Regions from separate parts of the Anser cygnoides genome. Here region 2 is linked to region 1. The links are chromatin contacts, called in public Hi-C maps. All regions are on one chromosome and are shown on one strand. The core of a region is the stretch at or near the end of the contact, and the rest is flanking DNA. Distances in the headings are between cores, read along the strand shown. Region 1 holds the start of FNDC3B (fibronectin type III domain containing 3B). Region 2 overlaps PLD1 (phospholipase D1).

Region 1 (4,154 bases), core at 962-3,461:
GAGGGCTCAATGGAATTGACCAAGTAAAAAGGAAAAAAATGTGTCTCTCCTAGGAAGAGGCACTAGGTGAGAATCTTCAAGTTCACCAAATGTATGTAGAAGGAAAGTGCGAGAACAAACGCAATTCACACTTGAAGTTACAACCTCTGCTTATAGATATAATGTTTGCAGTACGAAGTCACAGCTCCAAGCTTCTCAGCTATAGCGGAATATCAGCTTATTTTGGACGCTTTCTTCATTTCTTTGACTTCAGCCAACTATAGGCTAACGGTATGAAAAAAAAAACCCTCACTGCTGTCCCAGCAGTGACCTCAAACCCAAACCAGATGAGTCCTAACGGCTCAAAAAAAATGTAAAATGTATTAACTTCCACATAGACTCATCCCTGCGCTACATTATGAGCGTAAACTAGCTGGCAGATACCAGGCGGGGAAGAGCAATATATGGTACTTCTGGGGATGTTGGCATTGCTGTCACAGCAGGGTCCCGATATAACCACAATCACAAACGCTTTAAAACTAATGAGAGGGAACCACAGAGCGCTGAAGATTAGGAGAAAAACACTAACAGACTGCTTCTGTGCGAGACCCTAAATGACCCCGGGAGCACGGCCAAGAATCATTTTCTTATTGGTAGCACCGGTTGCACGCCCGTACTGCCGGGAGAGGCGCGCAGGTGGCGGAGGGCTGAGAGCACGGACGGACGGGCTGAGGCGAGCAGGGTGCTTCCCCTCACAGGGGGGCAGCCCGTCTCCGCCTGCCGAGGCTCCCAGGGGTGATGCATTTACTGGGGGACGATGCTTTTATCCAGGGACGATGCATTTACCCAGGGACGATGCATTTAGCCAGGGACGAGGGCTCCCCACCAGCACGCCCCGCGTGCGGGGCGGCAGCGGCTCGCCCCCATCAGCGGGGCTGAGCCCCAGCCTGCTCTGCCAGGCCAGCAGGGAACAAAAAAAGGTTGAGAAATCGTGTTCTAGCCGTGAAAATGTGTGCAAGTTTGAAATGCCATTACGTAGCACATTGTTAAGCTCAAGTTAGACTGGTTTAACGCCTCTCAGAAGCGGACGCGTTACCCCCGGTGAGCCCTGGGCTCTGCGGGGCGCGCGGCCGGGGACAGAGCCGATGTGGCTGCGGGCACCGGCATACGTGGGTGCCGTGCTCATAAACCTGGCATCGGGTGAAGGCAAGACGACAACGACCAAAACCACACGCACAAAAAGCCCAAAAACCGCTGAAGAAGAAACTTTGATCTTTCCATAGCTTCGCTTCCCCATCTGCGAAGGAGCAACTCTCGCCCCCAGGAGCTGGGCCAGCACTTTTGGGTACTCGGGCACAGAAACGCAAACGAAACCCCAAAATCACTAATATGGAGCGAGGCTCGCCTCCCGCCTTTCATTCTACAAACATAGCTGGGATAAATGGCTCGTTACAGTGAATTCCAAGCCGCACTCCCTTCGCCAAAACCCTATTTAAACAGCACATTTCTGCGAACCGGGACGGGGGGGGGGGGGAGGCAGACGGGAGGGATGCAGATGTGCTCTTAGCCCACGAGAGGTTAAGCTTTTAAAAGACTCTCTTTTTTTTTTTTTTTTTTTTTTTCCGTTCCGTCTGCTGGTAGCATGCCATTTTACAAAGGTGTCTGGCAAGCCAAGCACCGAGCTGCCAGGATTTTCCTCCCCGAAGGGAGCCTGGGGAGGGAGGGGAAGGCCGGGACGGGGAGAAGTTGCTGGTTCCTCTCCCCAGCCTTTTTCCCCACCGTGCCCACGGGTCCAGGGCTCCGCCACCTGCCCGGGGAGCCGGCAGGGAGGGCAGGGGGAGCCGGGGGGAGCCCCACGGGGAGGAACGAGCCAAACTTTCCGCCCAGCCCCGCCGGGCGCGGCCGCCGCCCCGCCGGGGAACAAAAGGGCCGGGGCGGCTGCGGCGCCCCGGGGCGGGGGACGCGGCTCCGAGCCCAGCCCGGCTGCCCCGAGCCGAGCCGAGCCCAACCGAGCCCAACAGGGGGCTCCGAGCCCCGCCGGGCTGCCGGGCAGCGCCGTCCTTACCTGGCGGTGTGCTGGTGCGGGGCGAGCCGAGCCGAGCCGAGCCGGGCCGGGCCGGGCCGGCGGTGACTCCCGGCTAGCTGGAGCGAGTGGCAGGAGGGCTCGGCGGGGATGCCGCCATGTCAGTGATGTCGGCACCACATGGGGCCCGCGGCCGGCCCACGCTACCGAGCACTCTGGAGTAGAGGCTCCCGCCGAAAAGCCGCCTGACGAGGGCGGGCGGCGGCGCCCGGGCCTCCCGCTCCGCCCCGCTCCTCCCCGGGGCGGCCCCGCTGCCTCGCCCCGGCCCCTCAGCCTCGGCCCCGGGAGCCCGGCCCGGCCCTCCCGCACCCACGGGGGGCGCCGAGCCCGGTGACGCCCCCGTGTCGCCGTCCCGTCGGTCAGCCCCCCCCCCCGCCACCGTCGCTGCCAGCCGCCGTGAGGGGGAAGGCGGGAGGTGGAAGAGCCCCCGGTCGGCTCCGTCTGCCCCCTCGGCTGAGAGGGAGGAGGAGAGGTTTTAGGCAGCGTTTCTCAGAGATGAAGAAATACCCTGACGTGCTGCAGCCAAAAAGGAGGAAAATCGCTCCGCTTGCCTGGGGGGGAGCCACAGGGGTAATTCGCCGCTCAGCACCGCATCGCTGCAATGGGGGGGTCGGGGTTGGGGCTCGGATCTGGGCACAGAAACTCGAGCAGGCCCTGCCTCACCCCCTGCTAATGGCAGCCCTGTTGGGCAGGGCTGTTTGACAGAGCCCCACTGCCTTGGTTAGCTCTTTCTGCCTCAAAATCCCCCCACTTCACTCTGCTTTCCCTCCGTCACAATTCTCTTCAATCTCCTCTTTCCCCAGAGCTTCTCCCAGTGGTTGACGTACTTCATCCACAAGAGCAAGGATTCCTTTCAGAAACTGGAAAACCCCGTGGAGTCTCAGGCAGCCCAGGTATATTTTCATCAGCTTACATTAAAATGCCAATAAAAGACCACTCGTCCCATGGGACTTACTGATGGGACCTCTACTTGTCAAAACTCCCACTGGAAAACATCACTTTGGCATAAAAGTTCAGTAAAACCAAACCGTCATACCCAACTGGGCCGGCTATTTTTATATTAAGTGACCAAAATACAGGAGAAAAATAATCTGAAATAGATAGTTCCTATGAAAACAGAAAATTAGCATTTTCACATGGGAAAGATTTTTCAGTGTAAAATGGCCAGCCAGCACTAAGTATTGTTCATTGTTAATTGCAAAAACTTTTGTAATGAGTAAAATCTAAAAGCAGAAAAATGTTTTGTTTTATTAGTGACCCAAAACATGCAGACTTTTTGATGATCCTGGATTGAGTTACAGGGTCAGATGAGATTAATTATTCACTAGGGTGGTAAAGCCTTTACTTGGTCCTGCAGGCTGTTTTGTGAAGGAAAAGATAGAGAAAGGGAAAGAGGGAGGTGGTGCAGGCAAGAGGGAATGTGTTGGTTTAGAAAGGAAAAAATCCCTGGCCTGAGTTAGAAACTTACAAAAAGATTAAATCAAAGAGTAAACAAAATCAAACATAAAGATAGGAAAACAAAAATAAATACAGGAGAGGAAGGAAATGAAACCTCCAGGCTGATTTTTAGCTTTTCTGTCAGACGGACCAGAGGAGGGCTAGGTCCAAGCACATTCGTATTTGGAGAATCAAAACAGGCTCGGGGTGTAGGGACATTTGGTGAGTTGTCACTTCCCCAGCAGAAGCGGAGTGATGTCCTCTGCCATCACTAAGATCAGGGCGGTTTACATTTCCCTGCAGTTCTGTAAAGCGTTTATAGTTCACACTTACTTCACTTTGGTTTCACCATTGGAGCAGAAGTCAAAGAGAAAGTCATCTGCAATAACCACATTGGACGTACTTGAGGAAAAAAATGTGCCCGGTTACTTGATTTTCACATGGTTTCCAGTCCCTCCTGGAACCACAGAATTGGTCAGACACAAAAAAGACAGAACATTTAGCTGCACCTGGAACAAACGCGTACCTTTTCTTCAGAGCACTTTTTATTCAGCCACTTCATCCCAGTGAACTCAACAACAGGCTATAGTTAACAGCAACTGTAAAATGGTTCAATAGAAACTGGAGGTGTGTCAAAAAACAAGGAAGAGGACGG
Region 2 (4,154 bases), core at 1,182-3,681, 81 kb after region 1:
CTTGGCAGAAACCCTCGCGGAGAAGGCCGGCGGAGATCAATAACTCGCAGGCAGACGGCTGCGCTGCAGGCGTTGAACGGGAAACGCTGGCTGGCTCCTGCCTCCAGAGGGACTGCTGGTAAACGCAGGGGCTTGGCTTTCCGAGAGGAATTGGTTTGGAAGCAGTGTTTGGAAATATTTGGGGTTTTATCAGGAATGAGCCGGAGATAAGCGGCGTAGGTTGGGACCATGCCCGAACACGCTGCTTGCTGTTGATCCAGATCCCTTGCCGAGTCCTCCTCCGGCTCCAGGAGATCTTCCCGGGCTGGCAGCAATGCTTTAGCTCCTGTTCGGGGCTTGTTTGTGTGAGCCCAGTGGCCGGTGCTGGAGGGACCCCGAGGCCGGGGTCTGGCACCTGCCGAGGGACTGGGGCAGAAGCGAAGGAACCAGCGGGACGGGCTGGTGCCGGGGTGCTGGGGTTGGGCCGGGGCTGCGGGCCAGCCTGGCTCCTCCTGGCGGTATTTCTCCATTAAAGCCAATTTTAGGCTTAAAATGTGAGAAATTGGGAAATATTTACATGGAAAACCTTTCACCGCCAGGCAGGAACTGTTGAGGGCACGGTGCACAGGATTTCCTTGGCACCCAGCCTGGGCTCTCGGTGCCCGCATGGCACCCGGGCTCCTGGCGGCAGCAGCAGCAGCAGCAGGAAACCCAAGGCTCGAGTCGTTTTCCCCATTTCGGTGCCCTGTTTCAGCCCAAACCCATCCGTTTTGCAGTCGTGCACAGGGAGGCTCGCGTGGGTCCTGCTGCCGGTGGGACAGAGCCGAGTGTGGGAGCGGAGGTCGCTCTTAGCCCTTGCCAAGAGGTCGCCGTGCCGGGAGGGTGGCGTGAGAACCGGGAGGAGGGCAGCCGGCGGGACCAGAGCGCTTCTCGCCACGGGGACGGGAGGTGATGGAGAGCATCGAGGCCTGGGGGGCATCAGCAGGGGACGCCTGGTTTTGCTGCACGGGCTTTCTCCTTCCCAAGCGAGGCCTCGCTGGGTTTCCTAGGTCTGCGTGGTGCTCCTTACGGGGCAGTGGTTGAGCTTGTGGCAGATCTGCCACAGTTTTAAGAGAATACGCTCGGGCTGACCGAATTTTTGGTCGTCTGTGCTATTACCAGGTGCACACATCTTCACATCAGGACTGGAGTGCCTTCAAAGCATAGAACAATTTGTGAATATTTACTAATATATGCTAAATATGCAAAAATATACTAAAATATACTTTGTCTCCCAGTTTCCACGCATTTAAGGCCTGGCTTTTGCTCTCCTGTGCACCAAGCAGAATGACACTGTGTCTTTAGGGAAGGCTGAGATTATCTATGAACCCCTAAGTAATAAACCAGTTAAAAAGTGAAATGGCGAATAACAAAACGAGAGCTCAGGCCTGCAGAATAGCAGGACTGACAGCGCGTAGCTTGGGGTTTGCAACGTATTGACAAAGCATCGGGGGTTACCGTAGCTGATTTTTATTTTACAGTCAGTTTTCCTCTAGCTGAAGCCTTGATTCCTGGTGCGGTCACCGTCTCCAGTGCCTGCATTTCACTGGTTGAAGGGAAGTTTGGGGCCATCTCCCTGTTGTTCCCTTGCTGGCTCATTCTCCCCAGAGCTTTCCTTCACCCCTGACTGTTTGCTCTGGGTTTTCCCCTTCGCTCCCCCAGCTCTGTGCCGCAGCCTTCTGGCTGCGGGGATGCTGCGAGGTCCCCGGTCGGTGCTGCTCCGTACCAGTCTCTGCCCCATCTGTCCTGCTGACAGCAGCCTGCTGCACGTCTGCAGCCTGCTGGCGTGTTTTTTCCAAGGTCTTTTCCTTCTTGGGTAAAGTCCCGATCCCGACACCGATGTCGCACAGGTCAAGTGCTCTAATCCGGCACCGTACCTCCCTGCTGGCTGCCAGGCAGTGCCTCTTGGCCTGCCCCTCGTCTGCTGCGTCACTCTGATGGTTCCAGACCCCCTGACACCCCCGGGCTCCCTTCGTTTACCCCTTTTTTTTCCCTAACAAAGTGCTGCCCGTTTCCTATCCCAGATGGCAGCAGCCAAACACAAGCGTGTAGCCCTTGTTTCCAGGGCGTCTCATCCTATTTCTCCACCCTTCTGCAATTTGCCGCTATTCTTTGGGTTCTCCCTCTGCGCCCTTCGTACGATTGCAACCTAAAAGCTGGCAACATCGGCACATTTTATAGATGTGGCTTCTCCAGGGCATCAGCAGCGCGGGACAGACGGCGCTGGTTGCTGCAGCCCAGAGGGCAGCCCTGCAGGACCCGGTGCTTGGCACCGTTCCCGTGCTGCCCTCCCCGCCCGGGGGTGCCCTGTGCCGCTGCCCCTGCTCCTGGATTTTTGGCTGGGCTGTAGGCAAGCGGCATTTTTCCTCTCGAGCCCGTAACCTGGCTGTGATCGCCACGGGAGAGCCTTGCTGCTGGGGCTGACTCAGCTCCAACTGCGCTTGGACTCTGCTCTAACCCAGGGCTTATCTGACCAGCTGTGAAAACAGCTTAATTAAAAAAAAAAAAAAAGAAAGGGAATAATAAAAATCCTTAAGTTATGCGGCCCTGCTGTGGTCTTTAGCAAATAGCCACTTCACGCGCTGGTTAATTGTTTACCCATTAACTCGGTGGGTCAATTAATGTGGCGAGAGGAGCCCGGCTGTGCCTGGCACGGCGGGGAGGGAGGGCGCGCGCCCGGCCACGTGGGCACAGCACCCACGAAGTGCTTGGGGTGGTCTCCTCCTCGGGAGCATGCATTAAGTTGCCTTCAAGCAAATTCTTTTCGTGATAATAACATCAAATACGATCCATTTCCAAAGGTAAATGCAGGTGGAAGAGGTGCAAAGCAAGACGCTGCCCGATGTCCCCTCGCCCCGCGGCTAGGCACGGCCCCGCAGCCTGCGGGACGAGCGCCTGCACCTCGTGAGTCCCTGCAGCACGGCCTGGCTGGGTTCGAGCCTGTGGGCAGGCTGGCGTTGCCTTGCCGATTTTAGCTGATTTTAGCGTGGTTTTGGGCTTATGTGGTATCAGCCTTGTGTAGTAATGAAATTACGTACTTGTTTCAAGAGAAAACGAAGGATGTTCTCTCAAAAGCAGCTAAATATGTGAGTTACTGAGCTGTTATATTATTTCCAAATTACAGCATACCAGCCCTTTCTACGGAACTCATTCAATAATAATTGCATGGTGCTCTTTGCAGAGTTTAACATCAGAAGCATTGCAATTTTTTTTTAATAGTTCTTTCACACAACAAGAACTTTCCTGTGTATAAATGAGTGCCCTCGTACCGGCTTCTGTAAAGCGTTGCCCCTCTGTCCCATCCGTATATTTTCAGCACCGCTGTCAGGCTGTGACATTTATTGCTGAGCGGAGCAAAGTCCAAGGGGACTTTTTGTCACTTGGGTGCCCAGGAGCTGGAGTTTGGCCACGTGCAGGGACCAGCAGTCGGGTCCGCAGCTCCACGGCCGGCTGCAGAGTCTGCAGGAGGAGGAGGAGGAGGAGGAGGAAGCTGCTTTGCAAATACTCAAAAGCGCTGAAAGCTGGCGCCAGTGTTAGTGGACGTGCTTCATGCAGGCTGTTGAGCCTCCTGAGATGATGAAGCTGTCAGAGAGCGCGAGACACAAAGATGCCAGGGGAGAGCACGCAAGGTGCCTAGGGATAGAGGAATCTGACTAACGTGAGGAGTTTGTATCGCTAGCTCAATCGCAGGAGGACAACACTTGACAAAAATGCCTGCTGATTTTCTGTGAGCTTCCCCTCCGTGCAGCGTTGCGGGAATTGGGTCTGGGATGTGGCCAGACGTGACCGTGGTTTGTGCTTCTCCCCGTGCGCCTCTGTTCTTAGAGATGGCTGAAGCCAGCAGGCGAGTTGGTGCTGAGAATTCCTCGCTTTCAGTCTGAAGTCAGCGTGGGAAAGTACTTGTAACCCCCAACCACCCCCTGCAGGTTTCTGTAGTGGGAACGGGAAATATCGTGGGTTTTTTCATTTAAAATAGAAGTGTCCAAGTCTGTAGGCAGTGGTCACTGGCACTGGAGGAAATATTCTTTGGTAGCCTGAAGATGCCTTTGCTTTTTGGCTGTGGGTCTTGGGGTGTGCAATGGGTGGGTAAGACGAGGAGGGTTCGGGTGGACGCAGTGCCATGATCGGGGTGGCAC

What was found. A called contact is a pair of places that touch in the nucleus more often than the background predicts.
Region 2: a contact with region 1 is called in a Hi-C map of liver, with 3 times the contacts expected there. The contact joins the enhancer-like site here to the promoter of FNDC3B in region 1. A contact is called at or near these places in 2 of 7 Hi-C or Micro-C datasets (both in liver).

Annotation. Positions count from the first base shown.
Region 1 is chr9:21,711,038-21,715,191 of Taihu_goose_T2T_genome, forward strand. It overlaps FNDC3B (fibronectin type III domain containing 3B), which reads right to left and starts at 2,212. Exons shown (of 26, transcript XM_048059579.2): 1 at 2,045-2,212.
Region 2 is chr9:21,791,875-21,796,028 of Taihu_goose_T2T_genome, forward strand. All of the region lies in intron 1 of PLD1 (phospholipase D1), which reads left to right. Among named protein-coding and RNA genes, the nearest start is that of PLD1, 10 kb to the left of the region's middle. Within about 2 kb of position 2,432, at least 2 of the 3 cell types and tissues checked have open chromatin away from gene starts, as enhancers often do. A contact at or near this core is called in liver, where this site is marked.